Regions from separate parts of the Manis pentadactyla genome. Here region 1 is linked to region 2. Evidence: chromatin contacts called from public Hi-C data. All regions are on one chromosome and are shown on one strand. The core of a region is the stretch at or near the end of the contact, and the rest is flanking DNA. Distances in the headings are between cores, read along the strand shown. Region 1 holds the start of DNAJB14 (DnaJ heat shock protein family (Hsp40) member B14). Region 2 holds the start of TRMT10A (tRNA methyltransferase 10A).

The links. A called contact is a pair of places that touch in the nucleus more often than the background predicts.
Region 1: a Hi-C map of skin fibroblasts shows a contact between it and region 2, with 5 times the contacts expected there. The contact joins the promoter of DNAJB14 here to the promoter of TRMT10A in region 2. A contact is called at or near these places in 2 of 3 Hi-C or Micro-C datasets (blood and skin fibroblasts).

The regions. Positions count from the first base shown.
Region 1 is chr5:84,080,178-84,083,476 of mManPen7.hap1, reverse strand. DNAJB14 (DnaJ heat shock protein family (Hsp40) member B14) reads left to right here and starts at 1,928. Exons shown (of 8, transcript XM_036914038.2): 1 at 1,928-2,461. The coding sequence starts at 2,329. LOC118926723 (histone H2A.Z) reads left to right here. Exons shown (of 5, transcript XM_036914043.2): 4 at 1-101; 5 at 367-807. The coding sequence ends at 428.
Region 2 is chr5:83,753,215-83,756,569 of mManPen7.hap1, reverse strand. TRMT10A (tRNA methyltransferase 10A) reads left to right here and starts at 1,987. Exons shown (of 8, transcript XM_036914052.2): 1 at 1,987-2,196.

The DNA.
Region 1 (3,299 bases), core at 679-3,178, 330 kb before region 2:
AGACTTGAAGGTAAAGCGTATTACCCCTCGTCATTTGCAACTTGCCATTCGTGGAGATGAAGAATTGGACTCTCTCATCAAGGCTACAATTGCTGGTGGTGGTATGTAAATACTGAAATTCTGTTACCTTAGAAAAAAGAATGCTTTTTTAAATCTCCCATTAGTAATTTTTAGTCTAGGGCACTTAAGTATATTTTCACTTACGTGTAGAATTGTTCATCATGAAAATTGGTAAGTAAAACTTAATTTGAACACTTGAACTTCACATTTAAAGGCATTTTCCAAGCTTAAATAAACTGTCTTGATTTTAAATACTGTGTGATCTTAAATATTAAAAAGTAGACTTAATCCCTGTCTCTCTTCTAGGTGTCATTCCACACATCCACAAATCTCTTATTGGGAAGAAAGGACAACAGAAGACTGTCTAAAGGATGCCTGGATTCCTTATTATCTCAGGACTCTTAAGTACTCTTAACAGCTGTCCAGTGTTGGTGATTCCAGTGGACTGTATCTCTGTGAAAAACACAATTTTGCCTTTTTGTAATTCTATTTGAGCAAGTTGGAAGTTTAATTAGCTTTCCAACCAACCAAATTTCTGCATTCGAGTCTTAACCATATTTAAGTGTTACTGTGGCTTCAAAGAAGCTATTGATTCTGAAGTAGTGGGTTTTGATTGAGTTGACTGTTTTTAAAAAACTGTTTGGATTTTAATTGTGATGCAGAAGTTATAGTAACAGACATTTGGTTTTGTACAGACATTATTTCCACTCTGGTGGATAAGCTCAATAAAGGTCATATCCCAAACTAGTTGTGTTTTAAATTTGCTTAATTGTAATAGGAACCCCTTTCTTTTGAACAGGTACCTCATCGACCAATAACTTGAAATTAAGCCCTTAATTCTGTTAAGTCACAAGGCCCAAGTGTAATTTTAATGTTATGTAATTGAGCTATTAAAGATTAAAAACTTGGCAAGGTCTGAAATTGGTAAGTTACTGTTTTTTAGACTATGTTTGACCACCTCAGTTTTTCGGCTGTGTTTGCTTATATGACAGCACTACAACAGTGCACGGTTATTGTGAAGATTTGGAGAGGGAGATAGCAGGTAGGGAAGTACTGTGTATATATAGCTCTCCCTATAGAAGGAACTTTGAATTTAGATTTTGAAGATTCAAACTATTTTCTGTGTGCTACACATTTTGAAGCCTGAATTAATAGTTCAGTACTTTGTAATATGAAGGACACATTTTGAGGGGAATACTATTACCATTTTACAGAGAAGAATTAAGACTTGAAAGTATTGAGTTATGGTATTTGATAGCATAACAATAGCTTGACAACACTAAAAATGAGTATTCTGTGATTGGGTTGAGGGGATCATTTTGACTTTCTGGCAAATTATTTGTCTTAAAGGCTTTTTGTGGGGGGGGTAGGGGGTTAAAATTTACCAACCAGAAAGTGTCCTTTTCCACCCACTAAGGAGACCAAAGTGACATGGTGTACATTTCACAGGGGCAATGTCATGAAAATAAAAGAAAACCAAACCACTTGGTGGTGGGTACATTCCCAAACAGCCGGTTCCTGCCATGTTTTGGTCATAAAGGAGTAAGGTTAGGGCTTTTCACCGGAGTAATTACAAACTACAAATTAAACCAGTTGCTTTATACCTCTTGGATGTACTTAGAATTTAGTGAAATCTAGGTCAGAAAAATTGTGTAGCTGAAATCAAATGGCCATAAAACGGGCCCGGAGATACGGCCAAGCGACGCTCTAACGCTCTCAACACCTGTGCCGGAAGCGCTGCGTAAGGACTGACAGCGCGGCCCTCACCTGACCGAATCCTCCCAGGCTGTGGGCCCAGAGACGGGGCAGTCCCCGGGAATTCTGAAAACGGGCGGCCTTTCCCCCGTCCATTCCCCTGGCCGCCTGGGAAGAGAACACCCGCCCCGCCGCCGCGCGGCAAGGTCAAGGGGCGCGGCGCTGCCCGTGCGGCGGCGGGGTCACCTCGGCGGGAGCCCCTGCAGGCGGCCGGGCTGGCCAGCCCCGAGCTGGGCCCCGCGCACGGCCGGCCGAGTCGGCTGGGACGCCCAGGCCCGAGGGCCGGGAGGTGTGCGGCTCGCGCCGTAGCGGCCCGCGGGGGGCGGGGAGGCCGCCGTGAGGAGGCGGAGCTGCGAGCCCGCCAGTCCGCCCGGGCCGCCGCCGCCGCCGTGGTGCCCTGCGCTCCTCCCTGCTCACCTCCGCACGCCCCCGCCCGGCCGGCCTCGCCTCGGCGGCCGCGGCTTCCGCCCGTCGTAGCTTCGCTGCCGGTGAAAACGGAAAAAGGCGTAGGCCATGGAGGGGAACCGGGACGAGGCGGAGAAATGTGTCGAGATCGCCCGGGAGGCCCTAAACGCCGGCAACCGCGAGAAGGCCCAGCGCTTCCTACAGAAGGCGGAGAAGCTCTATCCACTGGCCTCGGCCCGCGGTGAGGCCCTCAGTGTCCTTTCCCCCGTGCCGGGTCCCCTCCCCCAGCGCAGCCTTCTCGGAGCCCCGGGCCCGGGCCTGCCCGACCCCCGCTGGCCCCGGGACGAGCGTCCCGACACGCCCCCGCCCGGCCCCGACCGGCCCGGTCCGCAGTGCCCCAGCCTCCCTCAGCACCGGCCTGCCTTCGAGATGCCGGCCCGTGTGGCCAGTTCCCCCGGCCGTGTTCCTGAATACCCAGCTGTCATTCTCCCAGGGGATTTGTCTGCTCTGTCTTACAGAGTGGGGCTTTATAGATGGGTGTTTGGTTGTATGGCCCCTCTTCCTCATCTCCCTCAAATAAGGCGTAGGCCCCTAATGAAATGAGAGGAACAGGGAACTCTAGTGTCAGTGTACACAGGTCTCAGGAGTAGAACACTGTTCCTAAAGCAAACATTTCGAACACCTGAGATGACATTGCTTTTTCCAGGGAGAGAGTTCCTTTAGAAGAGGGGAGCACATTTGGCAAGCATGATAGTTGAATTCACCCTGTTGGTGTCCTGCTCTCTAGACTTTAAAGTAATAATTAGCCAACATTTATCGAGCACTTAACAAAGTGCCAGACCTTGTGCCTAGTGTTTTATATAAATTATTTCTTTTACTCCTCAGAACAAAACTCTTTAGAGGCACAGGATTCTTTTGAACTGAAAAAGACAAATGAAACAGACTTTTTGATGAATGAATGAGTGAATGAAAATATCCTACCCAAGGTCACACAGTATTAAAGTCAGAATAGTACTTGAGCTTTCTAGCTACAAAAGGCCTTTTAATCACTACGCTCTATTGCTTTGACAATAAGATAC
Region 2 (3,355 bases), core at 738-3,237:
ATGTGCTCTCAGGTTTGTGACATTTCTCCCAGATAGCCTCTCTCATTTGGTATCTTCTAGTCCTCATAGACATTGTAAGTTTATAACCCATGGACTATTATTATCTCTTTGATTACAACTTATGTTGGCCTAAACTACCAAATATGTGCTGACTTCAAGATGTTACTACTTAGATATCCTACAGACTCCCCCAAACTACTTTTTTTTCTAAACCTAATTTCCTTCCACTATTTTCTAAATGGCCCAGTTAACAGAATTACATTCTTACAGTTGTCCAAATTAGAAAAACCTTTAGGGTTATTCTTTCTTCTTTCTTCCTCATCCTACTCACAGCTTTTCATTCATGTGCCAAATTATGGCATGTCTTTGCTCTCACTGTCCTCAATATTTTAAATACCATTCCTTCCTTGATATTTGGAAAACTCCTACTTACTTTCCAAGATGGGGCAAATTATTCAGTTTCTAAAACCACATCCCCTGCCTCCAGGAGCATTTAGTTGCTCCTTTCCATGTACATGCATCTCAAATACATTATATGTTGTATAGTATGGTATTTATTTGCCATTGACTATCCCACTAGATTAGGGATTCCTTAAGGACAGAGATCATGATTTAATTAACTTCATATCAACAGTATTAAGACAAAAAGCATGGAACTCAAAAAACGTCCCAAATAAACACACAAATTTTACAAATCACTGGAAATAGTATTACTTATAGCATGACTTTACCTTCCCAAACTTTCTATATGTTTCAATCTCTGGTTAAACTGCCCCTTTTATTTTATTTGCTAGTACTTTTTTGGAGCTTGCTTTAGATTGATACTAGAATCATTTTAAATTTCGCACCATATAAGGTTAAATGGCTATGTCAAAAGAAAACCCATTGACTCCACTACTAATGCATAAGGGATTTTAAAGTAATTTGAAAATTTTGTTTTAAATATCTAAGGATGGTATTAACTCTGAAAAAAAAATGTAATTATTCATAAGGCAGATCCAGAGGGACAACTGAACAGCTGTTGAAAAGATTTGGCATAGCACTGTGCCAGCTTGAATTTAATGACCTACATGTGAAGGGCTCCATATCCAATTACTAATCCTCCCTCAGCTACTCTTGGCCCTGATATGGAGGTAGCTGAAAAAAGATGCCCTACTAACAGACCACAAACGAATCCAGACTTCGTTGTCAATGCTCAGTTAAGAGACCTTTTAGATTTGAGAGGAGAAAGAAACAGAAAGTGATTCACATGGTCTTATAGCTGACAGCTTTTCAAGTAAAATTTGAGCGTTTCAAGAGTGACTTCAGTTTTGTGACTAAACTTAGAGAAATTTCAATTATTTTAGAAAACAAATTCTGAACTGAATTTTCTATTCACTGAAATCTTTAAATATGTTCAAATATGTTCTCAAAAATAAAAAATAATTTACTTCAGCATTCTTTCCATGAGATGGCAGTCTACTATTCATTCAAACCTCATTCTTATCTTCAAATTCTGCAATAATCATCTTTTAGCAGTAGAACCAAATCAAAAACCAAATACAAAAGACAATCTAAGGGGCTAAGTTTCGGTTTTGCTTCAGTTGACTTGATCTGTATATTTAGCAAAAAGGTTAAATATGGTTAAGTATTATAAACAATGAAATGTCACCTATTTTGCATAACAGCATTGGAAAAACCATACAAGAAATGAATGGAGATATTAAGAATTTGACTCAGATTTTAAATTTTATTTTCCATTTGTGTAAAATCACGTGATACTGGCAACCCTCTTCCGTATACATTTTAAGTAGTTTAGGCAAGAGAGGCTTTCCTCTCTTCAACACAAATGAATTCAGAGCTCTACGTCACTGTTTGGAACTTTTAAGGGTAGTAATTTTTAACACTACCCCACTTCACCCCAATCCCCATAGGAATATATGAAACGAATACACACGCACAGGACGGACTCGCCTTGAAGAGGAAAAACACCACTGCAACCACCTCCCACTCCAAAATCGCTAACTCCAGACCCCGCCCCATATTAAACTCCTTCCCCTTTTTCTCCCACTGCAGCGTGAAGTTGGCGCAGTTAGATGACGTAAGAGGAAACGCCGCGACCTTGTCCGTGTTAACTATGGTTCCTGCCTCTGGGAGTTGGAGTTTCCGAAGGACTCGTGAGCAACATCCAGAAAGGCTTTCTGCCCATGCTCTCAGGTACCCCGACAACTCCTCCTTACTCCTCCGTAGGTCTTCTGGCACTCGCCTACCCTTTCGCACCCTCTGGGCGCCAAAGTGGCGAGGGCCAACGCCGCCCTCATCAAGCAACTAGGGCTTCCGGGGAGAAGGGGAGTGGCAGGGAGAGGGGCGGGGACAGCAGAAGCGGTCGCAGCTACCCCGTCCCCGAGGGAAATGACGTCAGAGAGAACGCTTCTCCGCCAGCGCCGCCGACTGCTCCCTGATTCACTAGCTGCAGTTTAGTCCCGCTTCCAGCGTGCGTCGGCCGCGGCAGGGAGGGAGGGCGGGGCGGGACTCTGCCTACCCCGTAGGGCGCCTACGTTCGACGTATTTGGGGTCGGTCTCTAATTTCCTGTGAAGAGAGTTTACAAAAAATGGCAAGAGGGGTATGTGGACTGTGAAGACGAGTTGTGGTTCTGCCACGTGGTGGCTGGAGACTGGGGGCAAGTCTCTGTGCCTCTTGAGAGCTGCTTTGCCTCGTTTTTCCGACGAGGCGTGGACGAGACTAAGCGCTCTGACCTGTGCGGAGAGCCGGGGGCAGTCGCTGCAGGTGCTGCGTCCCCAAGAGGTGGTGAGCTGAGGACCGTTTGAAGAAGACTGAGGTGTTACTTGATTTCACTGAAACATTTTAGGTGTTGAATTTCGGGCATTTTTTTTTTTTTAGAAATAGAGGATATCAACAGATGACTATCACTTTTTTTGGTTTGTGTTTTACCTCCCGCAGCCCAGCCTGGCCCTCTGTCCGAGGCACCTGGCCGCTGAACCAGAGCCTTCGCTACTGCAGATCTGGCAAAGATTTGGAAAAGGGTATTTTTTCCCTATTACTGTCAACTCATTTAATTCCACTCTGCAGTTATTGGATATTCTTTTGGATCTTGCTGGAAGGAGGCTGTGTCACAAATTATGAAGACTATATTTTAGCCCAGTCAAAATCCATGGAAGTTTTTTTTTAACTTTTCTTATGGCCATTCAGTGATTTATGATGTGTGTCCTCACTCCCGAAACTGTGCTACGTGGAAATACAAAGAAGACTGAGATACTTTTTTACGTATTCATCCCACCCCAAAAAGTCTTAGTTATCTTTATCCAGTTCTTAGTTTTATAAGACCAACTGATAACCTACTTATATGACTAAATG